3 separate regions of the Mus musculus genome follow, and all the other regions are linked to region 2. Evidence: chromatin contacts called from public Hi-C and HiChIP or PLAC-seq data. All regions are on one chromosome and are shown on one strand. The core of a region is the stretch at or near the end of the contact, and the rest is flanking DNA. Distances in the headings are between cores, read along the strand shown. Region 1 holds the start of Ccdc201 (coiled coil domain 201). Region 2 has its middle 170 kb from the start of Adcy1. Region 3 overlaps Adcy1 (adenylate cyclase 1).

Region 1 (2,799 bases), core at 285-2,784, 290 kb before region 2:
AAGAAGGACCAAGACCCCTCAAGACAGGTCTTCCTGGGCTCCAGAGAGCAAGGGGGATGGTAGCAGATTAGGCAGGGTGCCGCTGCCGGGTACATAGCACTGCACTGCTGGGTAATTTGCCACAGGTGTCAGTGCTCCGTGTGGCTGGTGAACACTCTCTTGCTGGTGGGGCTCTGGAGGGGAGAGCCCTGTGGGGGTCCATGTTGTCATTAATATGCCATGAGCTTTGAAGTATGCCTGACTTTGAACCAGCAACCCTACTTGCTTGACCGTGCCAGGGGACAATTAGATTGAACTGTCTCTTAGTTCCTTGGAGTGTTGTCTTTAAATGCCCAACTAGATGCCATCTGCCCAGCCAGAAAAGACACAGACGAAGCAAATTAGGGCAGAGCTAAGGAAAAGAATATTCAAAAAGAGATCCATACACAGAGTGGTATTGCAGGTCTTTAATCCTAGCACTAGGGAGTTCCAGGTCAGCCAAGATTACATAATGAGAACCATAATAATAATAATAATAATAATAATAATAATAGCCTTTAAAAAGATAGCTCCATCAAAATAATAATATCGAGGGTACCTGGGAGGCCAGAGAATGGTACATTTAAAAACTGTTAGTTGGGCCCACTGGCACATACGTGTAGTCTCAGCTCCTCGGGAGACTGGAGGGCAAGAAGATCTTAAAGAAGAGTACAAAGTCCTGGGAAACAGTAAAACCATAATCTGCCTTCTGCTCGCCCCAGGCACCAAGGCTCTGCTCTGCTGGGCAGAGTGCTTCCCTATTTTGAAGTCAGTGCTGCGTGTGGCTGGTGAACACTCTCTTGCTGGTGGGGCTCTGGAGGGGAGAGCCCTGTGGGGGTCCATGTTGTCATTAATATGCCATGAGCTTCGAAGTATGCCTGACTTTGAACCAGCAACCCTACTTGCTTCCCTATTTTGAAGACTCACTTCTTCCGTGCACAGTCCCTCTCCCCGTTGCTTTGGAAGCTCAGAGCTGGTGCTGGCTGAGATTGACTCAGTTTCCATTCTCCGCGTTACTCATGACCCGGGGCAGAGGCCACAAGGTGGCTCCACCTGGCTTCATTATCTGGGAATCCTTAGAAATTCAATTAAGAGACATTCCCAGATCCGCTTATTGCGCTCTGGGCTCTAGTGATTCAAATCTAAGAAGCACCCAAGGGAAGTGTAGAAATCCTTTGCCACCGACATATTTGAGAGTCTAGCACTTCCGGTGCCTCTCAGCTTGTCTGAGTGTGGTCTTTGGTCTTTACTGGATTAGGTGACCAGACAGCCTTTTATATTGTAAGAATTCAGAGGTATTCTAAGGTAATACTAAGGTATGCAGAGAAGAAACCAGCCAGGTGAAAGCTCTGGGGGGGTCGGGGTGGGGGGGGGGGGCGGTGAGCACGCCTGTGGCCATGCGCCCACGTGCTCGTCAGGTGTGCTCGTCAGGTGTGCTCACATGCACCTGTCCAGGCCTGAGAGCGAACGATTTCCAGGGCTATTTTTAAGCGCTCTGATTCCAAGAGCTAGGTGCGGTAACTGCCCAAGAATGTCCATTTCAGAGGAAAGACAAGATGGAGTCAGACACAGAGGTAGGCCTAGAGGGGCGCTGCTGGGAGTAAGACGGGGAAAGTGTGGCGTGTGTCCGGAGATGTCCGGCAGAATGCTGCAGTTAGTCCCGAGGATTGTTCTCAGGCTGCCTGCCAATTAGGCCCCAAAGGACTCCTATCTGTGAGAAGCTGCTGTGGGCCCTGGGTGTGCTCTATGTTAGACGGGTCATAGCCCCACGTCCTGACCTGGAACCCCCATGCTGCACACCTTAGTCATCTCTGGACTACTCCTTGCTAGTTTTTCCTAGATAGAGGCAGACCAGAGTCTTCCCACTCTGGTGCTGAGAACTCAGGACCACACTCCCTGCCTCTATGTAATAGAAGCCCCTCTGGGTTCCTACTGATGCCCCTCTGGGTTCCTACTGATGGTTGGTATTATTCATGGATAGCAACAGACAACTATGTCCAGCCTCAAGAAGTGTCAAAGTCATTTTCTTTTAAAAAGTTACATATAGTATATAAATTAATTATATAGTATATAAATAAATTACATATACATATGGCATCTACTTCCTTATGTTCCAGTTCCTCTCACCCCCTGAGTGACAATGGCTTACTGAACAGTCCAGGGATGTCAGTACCTGCAGTAGACACTGTCACTCTCATTACAAAAATATTAAGTGCAAGAAATCGCTTCCTAAATGTGGAATAAGGCAAAATAGGCAGCCTGGCACTACTGTCAAAGGGACGTGGGTTGGAGCACAGTCACATTGCCTGCATGAGCTTGTCTAAATCCCCAAGAAAACCATTAAACACAAGACAACAGCGTGCTGGCTGCACTCATCAGGTCATTTCCCATCAAGTGTGTCAAAGGGCACTGGAGGGAGGCGGGCCCTGTGCTGAGCACAAGTGTGTTTAATTTCAGGCGATCAATTCCAGGCCCTGCTTCAGATGCCATCACCTGTCTGACACAAATTCCTTATGTAAAACGCTGTTGTGTTTGTGCAGAGCCCAAGGACACCTCGGTTCCTCACATCCTGGCATTCAAACGGCATGGAGATTACAATTCTGGGCTGGGAATAAGAGGAAAACCCCTGCATGCCTGTGTGCATGCTGCTACTTTGAAAATTACCTAAATTGGACAAGTTTTTTTTTTTTTCTTTAGTATTTTCTACCTGTACTAAGTTAAATCCACTGGTGTAGGACATACAGATACGAAGGCTGGGGCATCCATCATTAGTGTCTAAGA
Region 2 (2,950 bases), core at 445-2,944:
ACGTTATTGAAAGACTGCAGGTTAGATTTATTTTCTTTCTGTTAAAACGACTGGCTCAGAGCATGGAGTATGATTTTAACCTAATGACATAGAAGTTTTTTTACTTCCTAAAAGTCTTCCCAGATGTGAAGGCTCCTCAGGTGCACCAGGTCCACATCTGTGCTTTGAGCGACCATGGATGTTCTTCACTGCAAACAGGACCATGGAAAGGATCCATCACTCCTGAGATCTACAGACCTTCAGTCGATCATATTATCTCCTATGTTTATTTAAAACTATAAATGCCACCCTGTTCAGAGGATAGCCAAACTCTTGTTCTTTTTTTAACTCTGTGATTTAATTTTTATTAAGTTACATAATATCTTGATAACTGTTTTGACTTTTGTCTCCACAGGATCAAACCCTAGATTTGGAGAAAAAAATTAGAATATTTTGTATAAATTTTTAAGACTTACTTTATTTTTAATTACATGTAAGCAGGAGGGTATGTGCGCATGCACATGTGTGCCTGCAAAGGTCAGAGGCATATGATGCCCTGGAGCTGACGTCATAGGCAGCTGTGACAGTGCTGGAGAAGAGTAAATGGTCTTAACCACTGAGCCATCTCTCCAGAGCCTGTGTGTGTGTGTGTATGTGTGTGTGTGTGTGTGTGTGTGTGTGTGTGTGTGTGTGTATGTGTGTGTGTTTAATCTTAGAGTCTTCCTTGTGATTTCCCAGATATCTACAAGAAAGTCACTGAAGCCCAAGTGTCCCTAACTACAGGGCTAATTCTGTATTTTAGTCCTATCTGAAGCCTGGTTTCCCTCCATCTTTGCACCCTTGCTCACTGTGCCTACATCTTCAGCTGTGTCTGCTTTCTGACCCTCCGGGCCTAAAGGCTGTGCTCTCTCTCACTGAGCAGAGACGTCTTCCACACACAGGGACACAAGCGTTAGAACACAGAAAGTTATCTGCTTGGCCTCCAAACCCCAGATACACATTCTGGAGGTAGGTTTGGCCTTTCTCAGACAACTTTCACATTGTCTCCCCAGTCGGCGTCAAGATTTCCAGGACTCGTCTTCGTGCCAGGAGCAGATGAATTCATGAGAGCTGATGCTGAGCCAAGATCCCGTGGAGCCCTGCAAGCTGCTGGGGTTGGGTTGCTGGTGGAGAGAAACCAAACTGGGGTCATCTGCTTGGAATGCCGCTGAACCTGTTTTCTGAAGGGGAAGGGGATGACTTTCTCCTTTTATGGAACCATGTTCTTCAATTATTTAGTGAGACAGACTGATGTGAAAGCTTTCACTGTGTTTAATGCCCATCCCCTCATAAGGAAAGTGACTGCCGCACAGCCCTGGGCATAGCCTTGTGTGCTGTGGAAGTCCCACTCTCTGCTAAGAAAGACTGAGAATGTATCCCGTGGACCGATAATTCCACCAAAGTAAAAGTCTGCATAGTTTTCCTGTGGGTGTAAGGTTGGTTTCAGCAGAATCACATGGTATTGAAGGGGTCAAACTCAGAGTAGTCACGGCACGGCCAGTGGTGTCTCTGCTTGATGATTAACTCAAAAGATTTAATATGGGACCTGTGCTGGTGGCAAGGTCACATGCAGGTTTTTCTGATTCAGCACCTGGGAGGGATAGAGTCTCTTTGTCTGAAGGGGACAGACACAGTGAAGTGATCTGAGGGCAAAGGGCAGACCACACACATCCCAATGTGATTGTCTTTCAAATTCATTTAATTAAGTGGGTGTTGCAGGGCTCCCGTAAAGACCAAATGAAATACCAGCATGCCTCAGCAAACAGATGGCTCTGAGTTACCTCTGCAACCCCACCCCCAGGAGGGCTTGTGATTTGTCCACCTCCTTATCCTCCCCACCCCCAGCTTCTCTAGTGAGACTATCCAAAGGAGGACTCTGAAGGAGGGAGGACTCCAGCCCCTTTCTCGAGGAGTGGCACAAGGGAACTAGGTAAGATTCTGTTGTCTGAGCCATATGGGATGAGGATCAGGAAAGTCTGTCTTCTGCCCAAGCTGGAGACAGTCCAGACTGTGAGGGAGACAGGCCAGCACATCTAACACCTCATGTCAGCAGGAAGAGGTTTCCAGGCTCAAAGAGTGGGGCTTTAGGGGCACACATTCATCTTTCTGCTCCAGGTTCAAGGTTAGGGTGGGCCAGGCCTGCCTTTTCCTCCTGAGGGAGTCTGAAGTAGGTACTGAACGTGACCCAAGTAGAGCCTCCCGTAACCCCACAGGCTCACAGACAGGACCCTTCAGGGATCCAGAGAGGAGGACCCAGGTGTGTGATGGTCAAGTGTGTTTGTGTATACTGCTGTGCAAATGTGAGTGTGTACATCTGAAAACAGGAATACAGATGAGTGCTTGTGCACAGGCGTGTGCTTTCTTTCATGTGTGAGAAGTTGCATTCTTATCCCTGACCAAGTTGGAATCACCAGGCACACACATGCTAAGGACTGAACGCTCTTAACTCGCCTTACCTCTTCTACTGGAATCTCCCTGTGAGCCAAAATTAGTCTCCCAAGGAACTAAACCGAAAACCTGGTCTTACAGGGAGAGACGGGCTGAGCAGAAAGCGGGATATGCAGGAATGAGAGATGAAAGTGGGTTGGTTGATTCAAAGTTAGACTCTTTGTAAAGTGGGACAGAGAGAAACAGAGCAGCAGGAATCTGGTTGGTAACACGGGGTGGCCAGGTTCCATCTCTGTAAGGACTGAGGCCCAGGGGACCTATGCAGGTGAAACTGGCCTACTATGGAAATTCCTTAGCTCGGTTCCCCTAGCTTCTTAAAGAATCAGACAACATCTCAGCCGTCCTCCGAAGCTGAGGAACTTCAGCATGGGTGACTCCATCTTGATTTTTCATGTAGTCTGAGAGAGCCCAGTGCAGGAGCCTTATCCAAAACTCCAGAGTGCTGAGATCCCAAATGGACTCTAAGAAATGTGTCAGCTCAGCC
Region 3 (3,198 bases), core at 225-2,724, 270 kb before region 2:
CATATAGCCAACATCCACTAGGGGGCAACAGAGGAGGTGGCCATCAAATTGTGCACAACAGCTCCTCTGGTCTGTTTTGGGTCTGTCACTCTGCATGAAAGAGGCATCCAGGAAGTACAGCAAGATACAACCCCTGTCTCTGAAGCCAAGCTCACTGTCACCAAGGAAAGAGGCTCCAGGGCTGGGGCAAACACAGTGCCTGGCTGGGGAAGGTCCAAGAAGTTCCTACCTGCCCTCCAAGAGTGAACGCTACCCAGCCCTTTGCCCTCTCCTAGAGCCAAGATGCTCTGTCCTGGACCCTACTGGAGACACAGTGGACACAGCAGGATTTGGGTCCATGGAAGGTCATCCTTGCTACCCTGTGAGTGGATGCTGCAGCCTCACCTCATCAAAGTCGGCAATGATCTCGTTGAGGAGCCGCAGACACTCAACACCCATGTTGTTGCCATCCAGTTCTATGTAGAAGTCATTGAAGTTGGGGATGGAGGCAAACATGACGCCCACCTGGGAGTAGGACTGGTAGTAGAGGTCCTGCAAAGGCAGGAGGGGTCAGAACCACCGTGCAGTGCCAGATACGGCCAACCAACAAGAGCAGCTTTGGAAAGCCAAGCCATAGGGGAACCAACAAGCCAGGCCATAGGAGACAGGCCATAGGGGCCCAGTTGGTTCCACAGGTAATGCTGTGGGAATGCTGTGAGCTCCAGGTTGTACAGGGCACTGAATGGGCAAATCCTGGGTGGTCAGCTTTGTCCTTTTGAGCCTCCTAGGGGAAGAATAGCAGGGAAGAGGGCAGGGCTTATGAAAGCTGCACATTTCCTGGTTCTAAGGCTCAGCTGATTGTACAGAAACCACAGCAGCTGCTTCCGGCTGGAGGAGCTTAAGGCTGAACCCCCAGGCTTTGTCCCTTCCCCTAGAACTATAGAAGCCAGCCTGGACTTTTTTACTTTTCAGCTTGGCCTTTGTACGCATCTCCCTTATGCTGTGCTGGTGGCCATAGCAACTGCAGCAGGCAGGGCTGTGAGGAGCTCTGGCCAAACATTCCATGCAGAGGAGGGAAAGCGAATCCCCACATTTCAAGCAGACATAGCAACGGATAGTCAGACACATGAGCATGCTCTCCTTTTTCAGCACCTATTGACCCCACATTAGGGAAGCCATTTGAAATAATCCAGTCTTGAAAACGAATTTCTCCTCTCTGCATTTTGTTATGAACACTGCAGGCCAGCCCACGACGGAATGGAAGGGAGGGGAAAGAAATGCATACCTGCCAACCTAATTTCCCCAGAGTTTCCTGGTAGACCAGAAGTTATCCATTCCAGGGGAGCTGATAGCATGGCCAGGCAGAGCCGAGCAGCTAAATCAGGGCTTGCTAAAGGCCACAGGCAAAGCAGAAGGACACAGAGTGGGCCACACTGAGCTGCATTCCAGTGGCAGACCTGGAAGTCCTGCCAGCCAGCAGGCCCCATGGAGCCCTGGCACTCACTCACCATGTTCCGGGGATTGGACATGAGGAAGTGCTGTGCGACGTGAGCTGGCAGGAGATTGAAGAGGATCCTCTTGTTGTCCAGCTTGACTCTCTCCATGTCATCCCGTTCCTCCTCCGCCTGGGGGTCAGAGGTCATGAATCTCAACCCTCATGCTGCTCTCACCCTCCCACCATGACACCTTGATACAGGAAAGAACGGGAGTGATAAATTAATGATAAAGCATCTACCAATAAGCTTGCTTAGGGAATACTGAAGCACACAAAGTAGACTGTAGCTGAAGAAGCCCTACCTCTTATTCCCCTAGAAGTTGAGCACCACCCTAGGCAGGCTTGCTAGGAACGGCAGGAAACATCGTGTGCCTCTAACATAACTGAACTTCAGGCTTTCTGGGAATACATTCCTGCTAGGGTTTAGTTCACTAAGATTGTGGCCAACTAAGACCTATCTCCATATCAAAGAACACACCTCTACCCTGGCTCTATCACCAAGGAGAGCATACATCTGCCAGGCAGGATGACCTGGGGTAACAACTACTGGAAAGGAACAGCATTGCTCTACATTAAAAGTAACTGCGATCAGACTTGAAGTTTTCTGTCTCTGCTTAATTGCTCAAAGTGTAACTTTATATGTGGAATGTTGAAGCCTATGACCTATATAAGCTGTTAAAAGTTTCATGGCTGGTTTCTCGTTGGGTGTTAGCCAGAGCAGGATGTATGCTATTAAAGAGCTTTTTCCTTATTCTCTGAGTGTCTGGAGTAAATTCTCATGGGAGTGGAGTGGGAAAGGGGGGTGTAGCATGCTGCTTCAATGTCAAGGATCATCCATGCGGGGCTCTAGATGCATGGATGGTCCACATGAATACACTTCATCTTTCATACCAGACACAAAGACCAGAGCCTTAATGCAGGGTTGAGGGACTCACTACCCCACCATTGCAATTTTCAGTGTTTGAGAATGGTTCCCCATTTCCAGGGTCTAATTCCCCAGATCCCATCTCATAAATATCTCTTAGGAACCTATGTGGCCACCCCAGACTGCACCAGACCCAGACAGCCCTCTGATCGACCTTTCCCAGAACTTCTGTTGCCTCCACAAGAATTTGAATCCCACTGGCACTGAGACCAGAATGCTGGGCTGGGGTGGATCTAGGAGCACACACTCTCTGAACCACAAGCAGAAGATGAAGCCCTAAGAAGTGGACAAAAGGATGGCAGGAATAGCCAGTCCTAGCCTGCTTACCACGAACTATGGCCCTATAGTGCTAAGAAAAAAGTGTCAGGGCTGGCTCCATGTATGGGCCACCATGAGCCTTAAGGGATGCTGTCAGTGGGGTCTAGTGGCATATCATATGCCATAGTTTTCAGACGCAGAAGGTATCGCTGCTACAAAACTTAACCATTGCCAGGCAGGGTGGTGGTGCACATCTTTAATCCCAGCACTTAGGAGGCAGAGGCAGGCGGATCTATGAGTTTGAGGCCAGCCTTGTCTACAGAGCTAGTTCTAGGACAGCTAGGGCTACAAAGAGAAATCCTATCTTGAAAAACAAAAACAAAAAGCAAACAAAAAACTTGACTCTCTAAAGGATTTGGCTTGAGAAACGGTCTAGGTGTGTGTTGTTACCATTTATGAAACTGGTGTGGCAGAAATGCCACCATAGTGCTTTTGATGCTTGTGGCCTGCCATAGAAGACATCTGTCCTTTGGTGGGCAGT

Evidence for each region. A called contact is a pair of places that touch in the nucleus more often than the background predicts. HiChIP or PLAC-seq counts read pairs in DNA pulled down with a chosen protein or histone mark.
Region 1: an H3K27ac HiChIP or PLAC-seq map of embryonic stem cells shows a contact between it and region 2, with 5 read pairs. The contact joins the promoter of Ccdc201 here to the enhancer-like site in region 2. A contact is called at or near these places in 9 of 39 promoter capture datasets (the 3T3-L1 cell line, the HPC-7 cell line, cranial neural crest and 5 more), 3 of 115 datasets of contacts at active chromatin or transcription factors (all in embryonic stem cells) and 1 of 9 other capture datasets (embryonic stem cells).
Region 3: a contact with region 2 is called in a Hi-C map of cerebellum, with 1.7 times the contacts expected there. The contact joins two enhancer-like sites. A contact is called at or near these places in 2 of 15 datasets of contacts at CTCF or cohesin (the NIH/3T3 cell line and liver), 6 of 484 Hi-C or Micro-C datasets (the AtT-20 cell line, the HL-1 cell line, cerebellum and 3 more), 6 of 115 datasets of contacts at active chromatin or transcription factors (embryonic stem cells and hepatocytes) and 2 of 9 other capture datasets (adipose tissue and embryonic stem cells).

What each region holds. Positions count from the first base shown.
Region 1 is chr11:7,187,304-7,190,102 of GRCm38.p6, reverse strand. It overlaps Ccdc201 (coiled coil domain 201), which reads left to right and starts at 1,534. Exons shown (of 4, transcript NR_045101.1): 1 at 1,534-1,592.
Region 2 is chr11:6,894,030-6,896,979 of GRCm38.p6, reverse strand. No RefSeq gene overlaps it. Among named protein-coding and RNA genes, the nearest start is that of Adcy1, 170 kb to the left of the region's middle. Within about 2 kb of position 1,694, at least 37 of the 459 cell types and tissues checked have an H3K27ac peak or open chromatin away from gene starts, as enhancers often do. A contact at or near this core is called in cerebellum and embryonic stem cells, where this site is marked.
Region 3 is chr11:7,158,612-7,161,809 of GRCm38.p6, reverse strand. It overlaps Adcy1 (adenylate cyclase 1), which reads right to left. Exons shown (of 20, transcript NM_009622.2): 15 at 1,488-1,604; 16 at 385-531. Among named protein-coding and RNA genes, the nearest start is that of Ccdc201, 28 kb to the left of the region's middle. Within about 2 kb of position 1,474, at least 71 of the 459 cell types and tissues checked have an H3K27ac peak or open chromatin away from gene starts, as enhancers often do. A contact at or near this core is called in cerebellum, where this site is marked.